Linked DNA regions of Sus scrofa: region 1 is linked to region 2. Evidence: chromatin contacts called from public Hi-C data. All regions are on one chromosome and are shown on one strand. The core of a region is the stretch at or near the end of the contact, and the rest is flanking DNA. Distances in the headings are between cores, read along the strand shown.

What was found. A called contact is a pair of places that touch in the nucleus more often than the background predicts.
Region 1: a contact with region 2 is called in a Hi-C map of heart right ventricle, with 6 times the contacts expected there. The contact joins two enhancer-like sites. A contact is called at or near these places in 1 of 5 promoter capture datasets (liver) and 19 of 47 Hi-C or Micro-C datasets (alveolar macrophages, brain, embryonic fibroblasts and 12 more).

What each region holds. Positions count from the first base shown.
Region 1 is chr6:148,825,035-148,831,302 of Sscrofa11.1, forward strand. All of the region lies in intron 2 of ROR1 (inactive tyrosine-protein kinase transmembrane receptor ROR1), which reads right to left. Among named protein-coding and RNA genes, the nearest start is that of ROR1, 6.5 kb to the right of the region's middle. Within about 2 kb of position 1,702, at least 3 of the 83 cell types and tissues checked have an H3K27ac peak or open chromatin away from gene starts, as enhancers often do.
Region 2 is chr6:148,355,236-148,361,085 of Sscrofa11.1, forward strand. ROR1 (inactive tyrosine-protein kinase transmembrane receptor ROR1) reads right to left here. Exons shown (of 11, transcript XM_021097764.1): 7 at 1,307-1,434. Among named protein-coding and RNA genes, the nearest start is that of UBE2U, 44 kb to the left of the region's middle. Within about 2 kb of position 2,321, at least 8 of the 83 cell types and tissues checked have an H3K27ac peak or open chromatin away from gene starts, as enhancers often do.

The sequences.
Region 1 (6,268 bases), core at 452-2,951, 470 kb after region 2:
AGGTTCAGGGAGGCTGAATAAATTGCCTAATGCCACATAGCTATTAAGAGGAAGTTCCCATTATGGTGCCGCAGAAATGAATCCAACTGGTATCCACGAGGACGAGGGTTCGATCCCTGGCGTCACGCAGTGGGTTAAGGCTCTAGCGTTGCTGTGGTTGTGGTGTAGGTCACAGATATGGCTCGGATCCCATGTTGCTGTGGCTGGGGTATAGGCCAGCACCTGTAGCTCCAACTCAACCCCTAGCCCAGGAACTTCCATATGGTGCAGATGTGGCCCAAAAAAAGGGGGGAGAAAAAGAGGTAATTGGGGACCTCAGAACTCACTGACTCCAAAGACTGATTTCTTTCCATGACACCATGAGCATTGTTTTGAAATAAGTCACTTCATTCCGAGCAGCTCAATGCAGTCCTGTTGAGTTGGGGAGTGGAGACAAGTCATCCCATCATCTCAGACTCTGGACAGATGGCCAGATTCTCCAGACAGATTTGGGGATCCACTGGAGGAGAAGAGTTTATGGTCCCCAAGTGCTGCACTGACCCAGCCCTTTCAAAAAGATGCCCATCTCAGAATTCCCATTGTGGCTCAACAGGTTAAGGATCTGACATCGTCTCTGTGAGGATGCAGGTTCCATCCCTGGCCTTGCTCAGTGGGTTAAGGATCCTGCATTGCTGTGGCTCTGGCATAGGCCTTGATTGCAGCTCCAACTTGATTCCTAGCCTGGGAACTTCCAGGTGCTGCAGGTGTGGCCATAAAAGGGGAAAAAAAAAAAAAGATGACAATGCCCAGGGCCCTCATCCTTGGGATCTGTCCCTTCCATTTGGGCAGGGCCTTGGGTGCTGGTACCCTATCCGCCTTCATGTGACCCAGGACCCAGCTAGACAACCCACCCTGTGGCCCCGGCCAGGCTGGCAGAGTCAGAGATGGCGGTGCGACCTCTGTGTCTCCCCAAGGCTGAAACACTGGCTTGTTCTACAACCTTCTGCCTCTGCTTCCGCTTCCTTCTTGGGCTTGTTGGCACTCACTCTCATGCAACGGGCACCCTTGTTCACAAAATATCATCTGCAAATATGGGAATCTCTGCACCAGCCCCACATTGTTGATATCTCTGGAGTTGTTTATAAAAATATCCCTGGCATTCCCTGCCCGGCGTGGTTCCGCGTCATGCTCCACTTGCAGGCAAGCTTTACCAGCCCGATAAGGAGTCCTTTATTTGCCCTTTAGGGAAGTTATGACACACATCACCAGCTCTCTCCCCACCCCCTTTCTAGAGCTTGCATCATCCATAAAAAGGGCCATTTTTATAAATGTCAGGGAGGAGACTAATCCCAGCTCTGGGTCTAACGCATTTTCTCTAGGACTCCGTTGAATCAGTGACAACTTGTGGCTAAATGAGCTTGACCAGGAATCCGCGACGTTAACTGGAAAGTGGTTATCTCAGAGACGAGTCTATTCATCTTGGTATTGGACAGTTCGGCAAGGGGCTAGACAGTTCAGGTGGGCTCTGGTTAGGAAATCATGGGCTGGGGAGCTCCTATTTGGTTGGGAAACTATAGCTCAGGGGTTGATGCATGTGTTTTTCTCACTAACTCACCTCGTTAGAGCACTAGGCTTGGAAGAAAGGCCTTGGTCTTGATCTTCCTCAAAGCAAGTCAGCATCTCCCTGCAGGTTCGCCTAACTGCCAGCAGCCAGCATGTGAGAGCAGAGAGTATGAATGGACTGCTGCAACACAGCAGCATCATAGGACCGAGCCCAACCTTTCACGCGTATCTAGGACACTAGGTCTCTAGATAGAATAGAAATAGAATAGTCATGAGGCGCAAAGGCAGTAACATTCATCTATATATTTAATCAAGGATGCTTACTGAGCACCCACTCCATGCCAACACTGCCAGACACTGAGCTGAGCGTGCAGGCAGGAGAGGATGGAGCACCTCATTTGATGGTATTTCCCAGCCACCCTTGCAGTTAGGTGTGGCTGTGGGACTGAGGTTCGACATTGAGGTTGGCAATGAATGCAGGCAAAAGTGATGAGCAGCACAGCACTGCCAGGAGTGGCCTATAACGGCTTCTACACAATCCCCCACTGTCTTCTTTTTTCCCGTGTTTGTCAGCAGAACACGAGGTCCGCCAAAGGACTAGGAGATCCTACAGGAGCCAACAAATATATGGGGCCTGAGTCCCTGATCACTGCACAAAATAGAGGTCTCTCTGAACCCCACGCTGATCGGACTTGATGGGAAGAGAAATACACTGTCCTCGTGTGAGGCCGCTAAAACCCAGAGCTTGTCTGTGGCAGCATTGAACCCACCCTGCCCAACGCACAGCCCTTCACCTTTTATTCATTGCACTCTCAGCAGACCTTGCCTCCTTCTGTTCCGAGAAAAACAACCCACCCAGAGAGCCCCGCTTCCTTCTGTGACATCCTGACTTGCTGGCCCATCTTCACGCTTGCTTTCCCACCCTCCCCACTGCCCCGCACTGAGAGTCCCTCTCCCCGGGAGCTTGATCCCATCCCCCTGCTGGCACCTGCATTTTGTGGACGATCCTCCGCCTGAAAAAATTCTACTCTCCTTTTTCCTGAAATAAAACAGCCCCTTCTAGAAGTTGGATCCTCGAGGCAAGTCATCCTCTTTGTCATCCCAGGAGCCTGGGGAGATTGTCAGATTCTCCAGACAGATTTAGGGTTCAGGCAAGGGCAGAGGGTCCATGTTCCCTGAGTGCTCCACTGACCTGGCCCTTTGAAGGTGATGCTTATCTCCTGAAATAAAGTCTGTGGAGGCGAACCATTTATCCATCCTGCATCCCCTTAAGCAACCAACCCAATCATCTCTGACCCTTCCCTAATTTCTTTTTGTTTTTGTTTTGTTTTTTAGGACCACACCCATGGCATATGAAGTTCCAAGACTAGGGGCTGAATCAGAGTTGCAGCTGCTGGCCTATGCCACAGCCACATGGGATCAAGCCACATCTGTGACCTACACCACAGCTCACGACCACACTGGATCCTTAGCCCACTGAGAAAGTCCAGGGATGGAACCTGCATCCTCATGGAGCAGGGTTTGTAACCCTTAAGCCACAACAGGAACTCCCTTTGCTACCGGATTTCTGATGACTAGGCCAGAGTTACTACTTCTACCTGATCACCATGGATTCCTTAACCCACAGAAACCTGGTTTCCTCTTGCACAGCTCTCGTGATACTTTTTATTCAAAAGTCACCAATGACCTGACTCTCAGGTTCAGGGGATTTTTCTCAGCCTCTTCCAGCCTAATTTATCAGACGCTCTCGACCCTTGCCCAGCTGCCCCTCTAACTCACGCTTGGCTTAATGTTTGCCCTGCTCCTCTCCTCTGGTTCCTTCTGCTGCTCCTACGTGGAGGAAGGTCCCCATGGTCTGCTCTCTGCCAACTCTTTTCTCTCGAAATTCTCTTATGTGGTAAATAGGGCTATTACTATTACTACTAATAACGATAACTACCGTTTATTGAATGCATGTGTCAGGTGCCAAGCATAGCACATACGCTTTCCCACCTCGCCCTAACAAGAGCCCTCTGAGGCTGGTGGGGCTGCTATCGCCCTATTCAACAGAGGAGAAAGTCAAGGCAGCAAGCAGAGTTAAGGAGCACAGCCCAGGGCTACAGCCGACAAAGGGTACAGAGCCAGAAGAGGCCAGTGCTTGCTCACATGGTGCCTCTTATTTACATTTGGAAGGTCAAGGGCAGCCCCATCCCAGAGCACCTGGCTTGGCAAGTGGAGGGAGCAGCTGGTTCTACTCACGCCTAAGCAAGCCCCTCATGCAGAACACAAAGTGCAGGCCTATGCAGCACTAGGGGAGCCAGAATTCAAGCCCTGGCCTCTCCGATTCCAGAGACACCATGCCGCTCACCTCACAGGGGCTTGCAAAGATGAAAACTAAACAGATCACAAATGGATGTAAAGCTCTCGGATCAGTGCTCAGCATATAAGCAATGTACTAGATACGGCTGTTACTATGACTGTCATTATTGTTCATATGACCATTCTCATCCGCTTCCAAAGTTTCAACAAGTGAACTCATCAAATATTTAATCTTCTCTCACATGCCAAGTGGTAGGCTAGATACTGAGGTTACAAAAGATGAATAAGACACTGTTCCTGCCCCAGTGAATTAAAAATCTAGGAGGAAAGAAAGTCACACAAACAATGAATTTAAAAAAGGATGAATGAGCTCAGTAACAGAGGTGGTGCAAAGTGCTGTGTGCCCACGGAGGTGGGGGGGTTATGTTAGCGCAGGGCAGGGATGGGAATCTGGGCAGGGTTGGTGGCAGCTTCGGAGAGGAAGGGACATTTCACAGTGCCCGCCACAGAGGGATAATCCAGAGAGGGAAGCTGCATGAACAAAAGCATGCAGGTGGGCGCGTACCTGGTGGGCGAGTACCTGGTGTGCATGGCCTGGAGCTTACACTTGGCCATGGGAAGTCATTGAAAGCAGCACTGCAAAAAGAAGGGCTGTGATGTGGTCAGAACTTGGTTTTAGAAAGAACCCTGATGTCTAGAATAGTGTCTTGCATACACTGAGTAGGTGCTCAGGAAACATTTGGATGATGGATGGAGAGTGAAAAGGAGGAATGAAAGAATGAACCAAGAACTAGAAGGAACCTTCTTCCTGGGTACCCGCGGAGACATCGCGCGTGCATCTCAAGTTGTCCAGGGTTGTGTAAACACATTCACGCATTTATTGTAATCCGCTGCAGAGCAAGCGTGGGGAATGTTAGCACCAGAAGAATCCCTGATGAGGGAGCATACCAGCCCAGCAGCCGAGGCCCCGAGAGGGAGGTGGCTGGTTGCAGTGATGTGTCTCATGGCCCAGCCACAGTGTGGCCATCTTTTCTGATATGATCAGGTGCTCCGTTCGGAACTCTACCTTCTACTGAGCACACGTTTCATATTTCCACCTCCATGCCTTGCTTATAGGTCGGCACCCTGATTGAAAGCCTCCTCTTGTATTCTCCCCAGAGAGTATCCATTCTCCAAGGCTCTTTTCCTCCAGGAAGTCTTCCCTGACTACCCCGGCATGAGGTGGTCTTCTCTTCCACTTGCACGCATTCTTGAATACTTCCCATGTGCCCAGAATGGTGGTTGGCAATGTACATCCTTTATTACACTAAATCCTTACAACAGCCCTAAGAAATAGGGGCCATTGTTAGCCCCCATTCATAGAAAAGGTAACAGAGGCATCATGAAAAGACTAAAAGCTAACAGTACACCAGACCGTGGACTACATGCTTTTCATGGATTACCTAGATTATCTACACAATGACTCCATTAAGTGGCCTTGCTACTATAATTCCCACTTGACAGATGAGAAAACGGAGGCTCAGAGAGTTGAGTTTGCCCAAGTTCCCACAGAGAGGAGGGGCTGGTTCCAGAATCAAGCCCTGTGTTCTGTCTCTGGAGCCCCACTGGCTTCCCGGGGTCACACCCACACAGGGTGTCAGCTGACCTGAAAGTTCACTTCCCAGCTTTCCATTGCCCTGACTGCCCATCCAAACCACCCCCTGGGCCTTTCCATTGTCAGTGGATAGCATGTTTGCTCCCACGTTTTACTTTTCTAGCTGAATTGCAAGTGCCTTCTGGACAGAGACTATCCGATGAGAACTCAGTATCCTCAGGACCCCAACAAAGTGCCACCGACACTCGGGTGTTTATGCGCCATTGACGAATGAGACACCACCATGATGGAGGTCAGTCATCTTGCATTTCTTTGGAGGGTGTGAGGAAACCGGCAGCCCAAAGTCCCATTGCAGAAGCAGCGACTGCAGATTCCATTTACTTTCCGAACCTCATAAAGGAGATCCCAGAACAAAAATATTCATCTTATGTGCTCAATTTTTCCAAAATTGAAATGTATATTTCTCTTGAAGTCGGATTGCCTTCTTTGCATGCTGCTCTCATCTCTAGAATCACCAAGTGTTGCTCTATGAATCTGCTGATCAGCTGGTCCATAAAGACATATTATATCTTAATAATGAGGAGTATATTTGTTAGGTTTTTTGGTAGCCTTGACTCTTATAATTATAACCTAAATACCATTGATTTTTATATAGGACCTGATTTATGTGATCTCCTCCCTCACTACCCTAAGGACCTACTCCCTGAGGACAGACTGTAAAGTTTTGAAACAGCTTTCCACCCCCCCCCAAAAAAGCAGATTTTTCTTTTCTTTTCTTTTTCCTGCCAGACTTTATTTTCTCAGCTCCTGTGTGAGGTTAGATGTTTTCCATAG
Region 2 (5,850 bases), core at 1,071-3,570:
CCCTTCCACCTTGCAGAAAGGTGATGTTAACATCTTGCAATGGTACAGGGCACAGAGTAATAACTACACTAATGGGAGAGGCACAGGCTGCCATAACCACCAGAACCAGGAGTGTGAAATCGTGCAGGGTGTCGGACCCTCCCTACCTCACGTGTGTGCCAGACAGAGCTTCACTATCAGGTTGCCGTTAAAAAGATACTTTCAGGGGAGTTCCCGTCGTGGTGCAGTAGTTAACGAATCCGACTAGGAACCATGAGGTTTCGGGTTCGATCCCTGCCCTTGCTCAGTGGGTTGACGATCTGGCGTTGCCGTGAGCTGTGGTATAGGTTGCAGACGCGGCTCGGATCCCGTGTTGCTGTGGCTCTGGCGTAGGCTGGAGGCTACAGCTCCGATTCCACCCCTAGCCTGGGAACTTCCATATGCCGCGAGAGCGGCCCAAGAAATGGCAAAAAGACAAAAAAAAAAAAAAAAAAAGATACTTTCAGAGTTCCTGTGGTGGCTCAGCGGTAACAAACCTGTCTAGTATCCATGAGGATGCGGGTTTGAGCCCTGGCCTCACTCAGTGGGTCAGGGATCCGGCATTGCCATGAGCTGTGGTGTAGGTTGAAGATGCAGCCCGGATCCCGCGTGCCCATGGCTGTGGTATAGGCCAGTAGCTGTAGCTCCAGTTTGACCCCTAGCTTGGGAACTTCCACATGTTGAGGATGTGGCCCTTAAAAAAAAAAAAGACAATGAAAAGATACTTTCAATTCTGAATAGTGAAGCCTAAAATAGAGAAAGCTAGAACAGCAAGCGCCCTATGAACATCTTGCTTCCCCACTCACAGAAGAAGGAAGACATTTGCATGGAGAGTAGGAGACTTTCCCCAAGGTCACAGCAATGGCAACACTGGGATGACTGCCTCCAGAATTTTAGACTCGAAATGCATCCCCTTTCAGCGGACACAGTGATGCTTCTAAACAGCAAGCTCTGTGAGGGCAGAGACATACCTGGTTTACTCGCCACATGGTCATATTCCCAGTGCCCAGCCTGGTTTCTGGGATGTCTGAGGCACTCGATAATATTTATTGAGTGTTTGAATGAATGTGAGACTTCTCAAGCCTCCTTTTCCTCCAAGGGCGAACTTCCATAAATTATTCTAATGTAAATTCCAGAGCAGAGATCATATCTCATGCTTCTTTATGGCCCTGCTCCTAACCCCGGTGCCTGGCCTAATCCTTTGTCAAGAGAAGAGCTCAATAAAACTTCTGGTGAGAAAAAAAACTGTGATGTAAGGTATAAACACCACTTCATTGCTGTTACCTACCTGTGATCTGATTTTCTATTTCCCCTTGCATGTGCAAAGACTCCATGTAGACAGTGCGGTTGCCAATAAATCTGGCACACGCAATCCCTCTGTATGGCTGACAGAATCCATCTTCTTCGTACTCATCTCTGAAAAGAGAGCAAAGATGTGAGCTGAGGCAGTCGGTATATACAGGCAGCTGGCTCTGGTGCACCACACCCAAGACAGTCACTAGGGGGCGCAGTTGGGCACAGGATCCGAAAGACTGGGCTCAGGAATCTGGGCTTTTTCCTCAATTCCATCCGCCGCTTAAAACATCTGGTGGTCACGTTGGGCAAGTTTCCTTTACCCCCAGAAAATCGTCCTGAAGCACAAAGTCATCCTTAAATCTGGGAGAAAACACTTTTATTTTCGCAGCTGGTGGTGGGCTGGAAGATGATGTAGCTGTGAGAGTGAAGAGGAAATGAGGTGGAAATCTGGGCACAGGTTCTACGAGTTGTTTGTTGCTGTTTTTTAAGCACAGATTATTTCTGCTTCATTTGCTACAAAGGCGTGGGTGCATGATCCCTAAGATCCACCCTGACTGATATGTCAATTACGAGTCGCCACCAGGTTGAAGCTGAGTGCAGCTGGAAAGCAACTCGAGGGCAGTCCAGTTCTGCGGTTCCTCCCTGCCTAAGACCCGTTATCCCTACGCTGCAGAGAGAGAGGTCCATGGCAAACCCTGGACTGGACAATTTCAAATGAGTCACTAAGTCCCGGGAAATCGAGAGAAAACGTCCATGGAAACGGGCTTTCACGAGCCCCTAAAACTTCGAAAAGGATTTGGCTGCCTCCAAATTATAATAATAAAAGGCGCGGGGGGGGGGGAATAGATTTTATTCTGACAACCACGGAGATGCCAGAAAGGGATGTGATGAGTGACAGTGTGGCAAATGGCTAGAGATCTAAGGCTGGAGATGAGGACCTAAAAGGGCAGGGTCAGCTTGAAAGCACCGGGGCCATAACCTCCCACAAGGACCTATGATAACACAAGACACCAGAGCACAGAATATCCATCTGCTTCTGAAAGGCAGACCACAGCCAAACAGAAGGCTGCCGGTCCGACTCATGGGCTGACTTCCACCCTGATGTCCCTGGCTGGAGTCAACACACCATGGGAACAAAGCACCCCTCTTTCTCTTTGGTTTCTTTCTTTTTCTTTCTTTCTTTGTTTTTCTTAACTCTTTCATTTCCTTTCTTTCACTTTTTTTCTTTTACTTTTTTTTATTTTTAATTGTAATCAATAGTTATTTCCTGCATACATTTTTTTTTCTACTGTACAGCATGGTGACCCAGTTACACATACATGTAGACATTCTTTTTTCTCCCACTATTGTGGTTGCCCAGGGGGAGGCGGAGGGAGGGGGATGGGCTGGGAGCTTGGGGTTAATAGAGGCAAACTATTGCCGTTGGAATGGTTCCTTCTAAGTTCAAGTACTTGAGAGCAAAAGCCAGGAGAACAAAAATTCTCCTTGGTTTAACGTTGGCATGTCCTTGGGCAACCTCCCAAATGAGATGAAGCTGCTAACTGACCTCTCTACCCCATAAGGCCAGGTCAGGAGGATCCTATGAAATTGTGTAAATGCTTTTAAAAAGTGCTACACCGAGGTAACTTCTTATTGTTATGGAAGTACTTATATTTAAAAAGACATGAATTTAAAGGGTCATTATTTATTAAACTTCTCCTTTATCAAATCGACTGTGCACGCAGTGCTCTGGCCCTGGACCGCCACACCTGAGGGTTCCGGGAGGAAGTCTAGAAACGCCCCCAGAAGAGGAAACCAGGTGGAAAAAAAAACCCTGATAGAACTGATCTTTAAAAGACACTCATTTCAGCTGCTTTCTATGCCCTATTCTCGAAAACAGTCACGTCAAAGGTGGAGATGGGGCCGTTATCCTCAGTTTCGTCCCCTAAATAGTTTGCAGGGCAAAGCTCATAAAAACGTGACCTGGAGTTCCCATCGTGGCTCAGTGGTTAACGAATCCAACTAGGAACCATGAGGTTGCAGGTTCGATCCCTGGCCTTGCTCAGTGGGTTAAGGATCCAGCGTTGCCGGGAGCTGTGGTGTAGGTCGCAGACGCGGCTCGGATCCTGCATTGCTGTGGCTCTGGCGTAGGCCAGTGGTTCCCATTCGACCCCTAGCCTGGGAACCTCCATATGCCGCAGGAGTGGCCCCAGAAAAGGCAAAAAGACAAAAAAAAAAAAAAAAAAAAAAAAGAAGTGACCTATAAGTACACATACAAATGAATATATCATATACCTGACATAAAGACCCTGAAATTTTAATGTTGCAAAATCCTGCAAGCACTCCACATGTTTACTTTCATAAATCCTAGAGTAACGTTGAAGCCTTTTTGGCTTAAATTTTACTTGGGTTGTAAAATTAACCCCACTTTTATTGGGTAACTAATACCATAAACCTATGGGGAGAAAGAAGTTTCTCGATGACCCTGGCTTGGATCTTAGAAACTGAAGTCCTGAGACCGGAATGTACCCCCGCATCAACCCCCTCCCCCGCTATTACACAAGATGCTCTTCTAACCCGAGGCATTAGCGGAGCCCTGGATTTTTAAGGTGTCATTATGAGAACACTTCTTCCTCCCCCACATTAAACTCTCAAGGCCTCAATTTATATCTCTTGGGAGGACAAAACCCTGGAATTACCCCCAGATATAAATCCCCAACCTACTGGGAGTTCCCATATTTTATGTGTGAGGCTTAGGCTAAACTTCTTACCACCTTTCCAGTTCAAGACTCTAAAAAGACCCTTTGAATACTGTTTGCCAGAATAAAATGGAAAGTAATTCTTTGGCTGCATATTTCTTATCAAGGGCTTAGAGCTGCAGGTGTATTAAAATTTTGACTGTGCCCAGAATTCTTGATATTTTGGCCAGTCGCTTGGGGATAGATATAAAAGACAACACGAAACAAAATTTTAAAAAACAGTATGTAATGTCATCTGTTAGGGAGTAGTTTTCTCAGCTCTGGCTGCTTATAGAATCTCCTCGGGCAATTTTCAGAAACACCAGTGCTCCAACCCCACCTCGACTTAGTAAATCAGTCTCTGGGGATGCAGCTGAGGCATTCATGCATTTGAAAAGGCTCTCCGGTGATTTGAATGTGGTTGGGAACCACAGCTCTAGAAAAATAAACATGTATTAAGTGGCTGCCACTCTCTGTGCCGGGTACTATGCTAAGTGCTTTCTTCAAAGTAGCCTCTTGTGCGGTATTATCATCCTTATTTATCAGAGGGAGAAACTCAAGTTCAGAGATGTCTGAATTGAAGCAACTGGCTCAGAGTCACAAAGCCAGTAAGTGGTGGAGCTAAGGTTTAAACTGAAACTTCAAGCTCAATCTTGAATACCAGGCTGTGAGATCTGTCATGCTCTACTTTTTAATACAACGTTTAATGAAATCAGCTGAATAATAATAAATAAGGGGCTTTCTCACGAGCCTTGACTCTGCACGAGGCACTGCGGAACTCCATTTCTATATAAGAGCAACATTAAGTCATTTAATCTTGACAACAGCCTTATACAGAAAGTGAAGGTGTCACTATTCCCATTTTATAGACGAGAAAACTGTAGGGTCCGAAAGAGCAAAGAACTTGGGCAACGCGACACAGCAAGCAGAACTAGATTTGCCCCGAATTAGTGCTTGTAACTGTGGTACAGAGCTTCCTTCCAAATGGTTGGCTGTGGAAGGTTCTGCACTGCTTCCAGGGGCTTTCTACTGTGAGGATGTTTTGGTGTTTGCGGGGTGGCAAAAAGCTTTTCTTTTAAACATCAAGTCACGAGTGCCTTTCATCCTTTTCATTTTTCCTGCTGCCTGTGGCTGGAGGAGAACAAACGCCCCTGCAACATTAATCAGCTTTATGCTTTTCTCTGGCTCACACTTCTTGCATCACTGATGTCCTCCATGCTGGGCAAATTAAAAACATGAAGTGGCAAGGCAGCAAGAGTGCAGGGCACTCGCGGCGAGCATGCCCCAGGCTACATTCTAGGGAGAAGAAATGTCCATTAGGAGAGGACAGAGGGAATGCTGGCCATTCATCAGAGCAGCTGGCACCAGCACGCGCCAGCTACCTCTCCATGATGTCAAGAGGCCCCCCTGCTTCTCAGAGAGGTAATCTCGTTGCCAGCCCCAACACCCTTCCAAGTTCATTGCCATGTGAAAGGGAAAAGCCAACACGGTTGGCCCTCTACCTCCAGAGTTTCCCTCTCTCCCCAGAGTAAGGAGCTTATGAGGGATGATCACACGGGGGTGAGAGCAACAGTGACCGAGGTGGCAGCCCTAAGAACAGCCACCCAGGAAGCGCTGTGGACCAAGGGCGGGTACCAAGTGGCAGTCAACGCTGCAGGCTGCAACCCACGGGAGTTTGACTGTGACCGTGGAAGTCAATTGCTACAAATTCCTGGGCAAACCTCTGGAGTCTGAGCTGGAAGCACTCTACAGAGCTTTAGAAAAAGTCAACAGCACATTGTACAGCCTGGCGCCTGTGAACCCCAAGATGGAGCTTTAT